Regions from separate parts of the Mus musculus genome. Here region 2 is linked to region 1. A link is a contact called in public HiChIP or PLAC-seq data. All regions are on one chromosome and are shown on one strand. The core of a region is the stretch at or near the end of the contact, and the rest is flanking DNA. Distances in the headings are between cores, read along the strand shown. Region 1 has its middle 11 kb from the start of Dlk1. Region 2 has its middle 3.9 kb from the start of Gm40575.

Region 1 (3,968 bases), core at 533-3,032:
AATTTGGGGCTCCAGGGTACCCACAAGCAACCCACTAGCCAATCATGGTCAGGACATCCCAAGCAGGTGGCCTGGCTGCCCCCACCCTTGAGAGAGGCTCTGTCACCCTGAGGCTCAATGGCTACATTCCATGGTTGTAATAAGGACAATTTGGGCAGGTAGTGGTAACATACTCCCTTGTCCTTCTGTTTCAGGCTCTCCCTGTGGCCCACCCTCCCCCAACCCTTTCGAGGGGCTATGGGCATATAGTGCCTTAGCCTCCTCTTTCAGAGATCCATGGAATGAATATGTGACAACTGTTCAATCAAAGTCCTCGAAACTGAGTACTGGGGTGCCTGACTACAAATGGGAAGTCAAGTGGCTATGGAGTCCTTGGAGTGGGAGGCAGACAGTTGTGGCACCCTTCAGATCACATGGAAAGGGTGACCACCTCCTTCAGTTTCTCGGCAACCCAATCCTGCCTGAGGAAGAGCAGTATTTAAACACCCACTGTTGCTCTCTGGGCCAATCTGTAGCTTTACTCTAGGAACCTCCCCAGTGAAAGAGAGAGTCTCATTTTCCCTAAGGAACAGCCAGGATTGTGTCTGTAGCCTTGGCAGGATAAGGACAGGGAGGTGACAGATCCTGTCTAGACCTGGCCATGATGGTAGAAGATCTGTCAATAAAGAGTTGTGCCCCCCCCACACACACTCTTCTTAGATGAGGGGAGAATAGAGGCATTGCTTCTTCTCATAGTCAGCCCAGACAGGAGGATAGGGATGGATAGACAAACAGACTGTCTGCCCAAGGTCCTTGGTGAAGGAAGCATTGGGGAAGAACAAGGGTCTTATGGGACTAGGAGATGGAAGGCATGAGCAAGCAGGTGGTATTTAGGGGCATAGGTAGAGACAGGACAGTCCCTGCAAGATCCCCAATGTGTGGCAGAGCCAAGTACATATGGAGGGGACCCTCTGGAGGGCATGCAGCGGGGTCTGGGATGAAGTTGGGCTACAGAAAAGCATAGAAGTCTCTAATACAGCTGCCAGGGGCCACGAAGTTCCTGGCTCCCTGGCCCTGCCACCCATCTGTCCCAACTCTGCAACTTCAGTGGCCACAGGAAGCACAGGCCTTCCCTGGCCTCAGAACCAGTCATGAGGTTTTTTTTCCTCAGAGTAGTGTTGTAGTTGAATCCCTTAACTGTCGGTTACTGCTCCCCACACAGACAGTTTATTAAAAACTGGGCCAAGTTAAAAATACTGGCATCGAGGAAGTACAGGCACCCCAAACTACCAGAAAGCCGCAGCTCCTCCCAGGGGAATCCCTGCCCACGGCCTGTGTGTAGCCCAGCTGGCAGGCAACCTGCCAGCTCCACGGAAGGGGACAGAACAGCCCCTCCCAGCTGCTCCAGCTCTGTTCTGCCTGAACTGAACACCAGCCTGGGACCAGGCCCGGCACCCCTGGGTGCTAAAGAGGTCTGGACTGGGGCCAGATGGAACCCCTCCCCACCTTGAAGTGAAGGCAGGGTTAAACACATTCACATACCCACCCGCCACCCATTTCTTAGCACTGAGATCCACTCCAGGGATAAGGAACAGGACTCTGTAGAGAAGTCCCTAGAAGGGGGTCCTGTCTGGCATGGGAGGGACTGAGGGGTAGCTACCAGATGAGACTCTCTGGTAGCCCCAAAAAGACCCCTTTGATGGTCACAACAAGAGAGATATACCTTTCCTGTAGAGTGAGTATTCTCCCTAGCTCTCCGCCCACACATTACACACTAAATCAACAAATGCTCTCTGGGCCCCAACGGTGTGTCCAGGATACAGATGAGAACCGGGCACCAGCTAGATCTTTCAGAGGCTCTGGATACTTCCCAGTGCGCAAAGTGGCTCACTAGCCTCCGAGGCAGAGCGTGACAAACGCCAGGTTCTGTGTAAATAAAATCAATGCGAAACCACTTTGAAAGTTAAAAGCACAATTAACGCCCAAGTGTGCCTACTACAAGGCCAGTGGCAGAGAGTATCCAACAGGCTGGGCTCCGCAGCATGGCTGTTCTCTTTGCCAGTGGCACCAGAGGACAGATGGAAGGGGCTCACGGTACATTGACTCACTGCCCGTGTCGTTCCCCCCCACCCCCAGCCCCTCCTCACCCCTGCAAATGCTGCAGACTCAATTAAAGAGCTCGTGGAAGTGTCGGTTCAAATCCTAGTCTCCCTAACTCGCCAGAAACTCTCAGAGGAGCAGGCTGCATTTGCCTCATTCAATTAATCATGTAGGTGCTGGATCATCACCTGCAGCCTCTTCAGCCCACAAACACCCTTGGGTCCCTCTTACAGTTAAGTGAAGGCCTAGGCTCCCACGCACGCACTCACTTAGACATTAAACTGTGCATAGTCTCTGCATCCTGGAGCCCTTGGCTACCTGTCTCCATCTTTTGCTTTTTTCCCTGTGGCCACAGTTGGTCCTCTCCTTTTCTGCATCTCCCTACAGTCCCAATCACACAGCGTCTATGTTTTCATTTTCTTAATCGATGTCCCTACGACATTGGGGACCTACGAGGAGTGCCTCCTTCACTCTCTCTGGGTGTCTGGAGTCCCGTTGGGTTTTTTTGGTTTGTTTGTTTGTTTGTTTGTTTGTTTGTTTTTTCATGAAAAGGATTGAAGAAGGGTGCTTAGGGACACCAGGCAAGGAGCCAGTCGTATGAGCGGCTGACACTTGGCCAAAACGGAGACTGGAACACAGTCGTTAAGGGCACTTGATGCTTTTGCAGTTCTTGGTTCAGTTCCCAGCACCCGTGTGGTGGTTCAAGATCCAACACCTTTTTTTTTTTTCCCTGTCCTCCTTGGGCACCAGGCTCTTATGTGGTGAACACATATGCACACTTAGGAATAACACAAAACCCAGGAAAGTCCCGTGGGCTTCTCTAACTTGCAAAGCCTCCACCCCTGACCCTTTGTGTCTAGACCTGGTGAACTTGGCCATCACCTGGGATGGAGGTCAGATCCTGTGAGCTGGAGCTTCCTCCACTGAAGCACATAGCTTCTCTACTAGCTTTGAGTTTCCAGCCCAGGTACTGATACCCCCTAGGCCTGTAGGGTAACTGGGCCTGCTGTCATCTGTCTGTTTTTTTTTTTTCACCTCACCCACTTTGCTGTAAATAGTCTCTCTAATAAGCTCTCTCTGATCTCACCATCTTGCATGAACCATCTGTCTTGTGCTGAGCCCTGCCTGGGAGGCCCTGATTCACACAGACCTCCCCAGTCTTGCCTCTTAGCTCACAGGGTCTGTTAACTCTCGCTGTCAAGCAGGGAGATTGGGCCCGGATCTCCAGAAGTGGATGCTGGCCTGTAGAGTCCATTTTAGATCCTAGGTGCTGGTTCTAGAGGCCTTGGGTCCAGGTCTTGGCTGGTAGGTTGCCGACTTGATTTGTTATCAGACTTTCCACAGTGCTCTCTCACCCTGCCAGCAGCGGAGTATTTTGTCAGAGGCCAGACTCCTTGAAAAAGTGCTCATCAGAGGCCAGAGGCTTCACATTCACTGAAAAGCAACCCCCTCCAGCTCCCCCCCCCCATCTCATGACCCCCATGCCCTTGCTGGCTTCCTGTTCCTTGGCCTGTACCAAATCTTAAAGATGCTGTCAACAAGAAAACAAACCAAGCAAACCCAGACAGTGTGGAGATGGGGCGCCCACATGCCACACCAGGATGAGGGAGAGGGAAGGTCAGGGGTTGGGTCTTGTTGCTGCCCCTCAGGCTGGGAGTCAGAATGGAGTAAAATACAGTTGGAAATAATTGGCCCGTTACAGGGAGGTAACGAAAAGCCGTTGAAAAGAAACTTACGGAGGAATCAATGTAAGGCTGAAGGCAACTCTTCCTAGTGAAGAGAAGCTCACTTGCTTAAAGGACAGCTTCTGAGGGGCCCTGTCTCCCCAAGCAAGCCCAGGACTTCCCTATTGATTCTTTCATAAGACGTTGCAATTCGATTCCACACAA
Region 2 (3,968 bases), core at 863-3,362, 760 kb after region 1:
AAACAGCCATTGCCTGGTCTTCTAGAAGCATATACCACTGTCTGTTTTTCTTTTTATTTAATGCCCCCCAAACGGGCCACGCTTTGTCTCATCTATTGCTTTCTTTTCTGTGATAAATATCCATCCATCCTGGTACACGCAGGTGCACCTTACACATGGACACAAACCTCAGGTCTGTGTGCCCCAGCATTTGCTGATCTCAGCGTGCACACTGAACCATCCACACTGTGTGTGTTTAGCCTGTTTGGGTTTAAACGTCCATTGACATGACACAAATGAAGGTTCCATTTCCCTCAGGCCTCTACGAGGCCTGCGCATCAGCTGGGCATCCTCCAGTCTGGATACTTAGCCCTTGGTGGCTAAGGGCTTCTGTAGAGATAGAGGCTAAAGGTCTGTAGCTACGCATGGTCCCAACATTTAATATGAGAGCAGACATGAGAGTCCATATGGGCCAACAAAGACCATGGCGGTGCAGTGAGGAACACCAGGCTCTGGAAGAACTCAGGGTGCCCTAGGGAAACAGTTTCGGCAAGCTTTGACCTGCATCCAACACCCAGAGGATTCTTCAGACTAAAGTGCCTGACCTGAGCCTAGAGCAATTGACTAAGACCTTACCAGTCGACTCTCTCTGGAGCTTTCCTGAGTCCGCCCTCTAGCACCAGCTTTGGGGACCCCTCGGGGAAGCCTGTAGAACTAGGGTCCTCACTGTGCTCTCTCAGCAGTTCAGTTCCAATCTGCCTTGTGGAAACATCCAGACACCCTCTGAGCAGGGATGCTGATGGAGCTGATCCAGGTCATCCATGCTTTCAGCCAGAAGACCAGGATGCCTCTTATCACCCCAGTGGGACTCAGAGAATATTTTAAAAAGAGACTCCTTGCCTGTGGGATTCTGCCTAGGTCCTCTGTCCATGTGATATGGATGAGTAGCTTGGTGTTGAGCTTATGGGAATCCTAACAGTTGGAGTGGCTGACTCTTGTCTATCCATGGGACCCTTTTCTGCCTGCTGGACCGCCTCACCCAGCCTTGGTGTTATGGTTTGTGCCTGGTCTTAATGAAGCGTGTGGTGCCACATTTAGTTGATACTTCTGGGAGGCCTGCCCTTTTCTAAGGGGAGGTAGAGTGGAAGATCAGTGTGGGGGAGAGAGGAGGAGGAAGGAGGAGGAGGAAGAGGAGGGGGGACTGTAGTTGGGATATATCAAAGAAGAGCAAGGAAGGAAAAAGACAAGAGGCTCCTAGAATGTCTTCTGACGATCAAGTCTGCTTCTGTCTGCAGGGCCAGGAAGCCAGATAAAGAGCGCGTGTTACTGGGGGCCAGTTCTGTTCGGGCATCTGAGCATGACTTTAGAATGGGAATGGATTGGCTCCAGAGAACAGTTTTCCCTCCCAGATATATAGGTGGGCCTCAACCAATCAGTTGCCAGGCTGGAGAGAGCAAAAGGTAGACCCACCTCCCAGTACTAGGGGATCCGTTCTACCTAACGGCTTTGCACTAGGGCATCTAGACTTTCCCTTGTGTCTGAGACTGAACCGAAGGCTTAATGTCTAAGCCTGAAAGTCTAAGATCCAGGGGCCTGTCTGTTTGGTTCTGGTAAAAGACTAACTTGGTTTGCCACATGTTGGCTGACCTCTCTGTCCAGACAAGACACGGAGGGAGAGGGAGGGGCAGAGAAAGAGAGAACGTACTGGGGATACCGCTCTGTTGATAGACTGCTGGCCAGGCCTACACCAAGCCCTGGATTCATTCTGCAGAGTGCCAGCTCTCTGCAGACAGAGGAAGAAGGGTCCGATGGTCAAGATTGTCCTTAACTCCATAGTGAGTTTGAGACCAGCCTGGGCCACATGAGATCCTGTCAGATAAAGGAAGACAGAGACATTTTGTTTCTATAAAGGCGCTAATCCACCCAAGGGACTCCACCATCATGAGCTCACCCCCTCCTAAAGGCCCCCCACTTCCTAATTATTTGCACCAGGGACTTGGGATTCCAAGTTGTGAAAACTTGGGGGGTGACTCATTCAGGCAGCTAGCGATTGACCTTTCTGAGACTCAGGCACAAGGCAACCTCCCTGTTCTCCCTGGGCTCCAGCTCGCCCAGTGCATGAGTCAGCCAGCACCTTGTACAAATGCACCATTTTATTGGCCGTCCAGAGAGCACAGCCTCCCAGGTGGCAAGGGGACTTCTTAGGGAGAGCCTGAGATTCAGTTCATTGGTTAAAATATTTACACTAGTTTAATATTCTTATCTGTTTCAGGTGGGATCTGGCAACTTCTGCCAAGTATGGTCTTCTCGACAACAAACGTTCTTCCTCAGCCCAGTGTCTGTACTCAGCCTTCCTCAGCCTGGCCCCTCGACCTGCTGCATAGACAGCTTAGCCACCAGTGTGTTCTGGAGTCTTTACATCAGCACCCACAGCCACCAGTTCCTAGGTCCACACACGAAACCCAGGCCTCCACAGGTCACGTCTTTCACATCTAGGTCTTCATCCCACAAGGCTTTGGGTGTCCCTGGTGACATTTAAGGTGATCAGGGATGACAGAAGAAAGGAAAACTCCTGGAGAGAGTGTATAAGCACCTGGGACAGGGCTTAGGGACATGCGCTTTAGCTTCTGTAGCCAAAGGATAAGCCATGGGGGCGATGGGTACCAAGCTTCATTTCTAATTCCTTTATTTGTGGGGTTTCTCATGCTTGTAGCCAGAAGATGGAAAAGGCCAGGAAAGCCAAGAAGGCCCTGGGCACTGGATCCCTAGCTAGTAAAGTCACCTCCTCACAGGACGCCTAAGGACACTCACCCTCCTCGCTGGCCTCCCAACTCCGGGACAGTTCCCGGACTCCGAGATATTCCAGGGAAGGTAACAGAGATGGACTGGAGGGCATAGGAGGACAAACTTCCACTGACCATCCAGCCTAGCAAAGCTAGAAGCTGTCAAAAACATAAAAATTCCATTTATAAACAAGATCAAATTATTTGATTGTGAAACCAGGGTCCGTGGAATTTGAAATAATTTAATATGAAACAATATCGTTTGAAATGCTGACCAGCCAAAGACCTGGAGATAGGAGGGAGCTGAATGGTCCTGTGCCCAGACATGGAACCCAGCCTCGGGGAATATCAACAAACCCTTCCTTCAAGGAGCTAGGTTCAGAGTCTGCTATGAGGCTGGCCCAGGCCAGGTTCTGCCAGCAAGCCTGTACCCTGCCATCTTCCTGGAGGGTACAAACTAGACAGTTGGCAAAACTCATACAGTCAGATACTGTCACCAGACAGCAAGGAAGAAATGAGGAGGTGATATGTGAGGACAGGAGGGAGATACGTGCAGAACCTAGGAATATAAGCTGTTAGTCTCAGGGACAGTTGGAGAGGCTATGGGGACTACAGTAGAGCAATAAGCATGGAGCTCAGAGATCAAAGAGGTATGCCCTCGGGAGGACACGCGGGACTCCTGGGCATGTGCAGCCCCGGGTCTGTCGTGTACGGCCAATGTGATGAGCAAGCAAGGTGCTACCACATCCTGGCTCCCTCCTCTGTAGATCAAAAAGAATCACAGACCACTCTCTCTGAGTCTCAAGAGGCTCAGCTGTCATTCCTGTAACATCCCAGAGCTGTGGTTCCAGGTAGGCAGAGCCCCTTCCAGGGAGAGCATGGGATGCAGGCAATACTATCTACAGATCCCTGCAGCTAGAAGCAGCAGACAAAGCCCTTCAGCCTGGCTAGTGCCTTTGCAGTATATGGGGTTGGGCTAGCTCAGGATCCTGTACATAGTCTAGCCTCGGTAATGGGAGTGGGCCCCTTGGGCCTCAGAGGAAGGTACAGGTATATATAACCCTTGAAGCTGGTGAGTCTGGAAGGGACAGTGAAGGCAAGACTCAGAGGGGCTTGATGCCCCAGCCCTCTGCCCCTGCAGAAACACTGCTAGGCTAGGAATCTTTCAGGAGTGTAATAGCAAGAAAAACAAATCCAAGAAATCCA

What was found. HiChIP or PLAC-seq counts read pairs in DNA pulled down with a chosen protein or histone mark.
Region 2: a contact with region 1 is called in an HNF4G HiChIP or PLAC-seq map of pancreatic cancer cells. The contact joins two enhancer-like sites. A contact is called at or near these places in 4 of 39 promoter capture datasets (the 3T3-L1 cell line, embryonic stem cells, hippocampal neurons and 1 more), 1 of 484 Hi-C or Micro-C datasets (embryonic stem cells), 5 of 115 datasets of contacts at active chromatin or transcription factors (the NIH/3T3 cell line, embryonic forebrain, embryonic hindbrain and 2 more) and 1 of 9 other capture datasets (adipose tissue).

What each region holds. Positions count from the first base shown.
Region 1 is chr12:109,440,274-109,444,241 of GRCm38.p6, forward strand. No RefSeq gene overlaps it. Among named protein-coding and RNA genes, the nearest start is that of Dlk1, 11 kb to the right of the region's middle. Within about 2 kb of position 1,783, at least 73 of the 459 cell types and tissues checked have an H3K27ac peak or open chromatin away from gene starts, as enhancers often do. A contact at or near this core is called in pancreatic cancer cells, where this site is marked.
Region 2 is chr12:110,199,034-110,203,001 of GRCm38.p6, forward strand. No RefSeq gene overlaps it. Among named protein-coding and RNA genes, the nearest start is that of Gm40575, 3.9 kb to the right of the region's middle. Within about 2 kb of position 2,113, at least 12 of the 459 cell types and tissues checked have an H3K27ac peak or open chromatin away from gene starts, as enhancers often do. A contact at or near this core is called in pancreatic cancer cells, where this site is marked.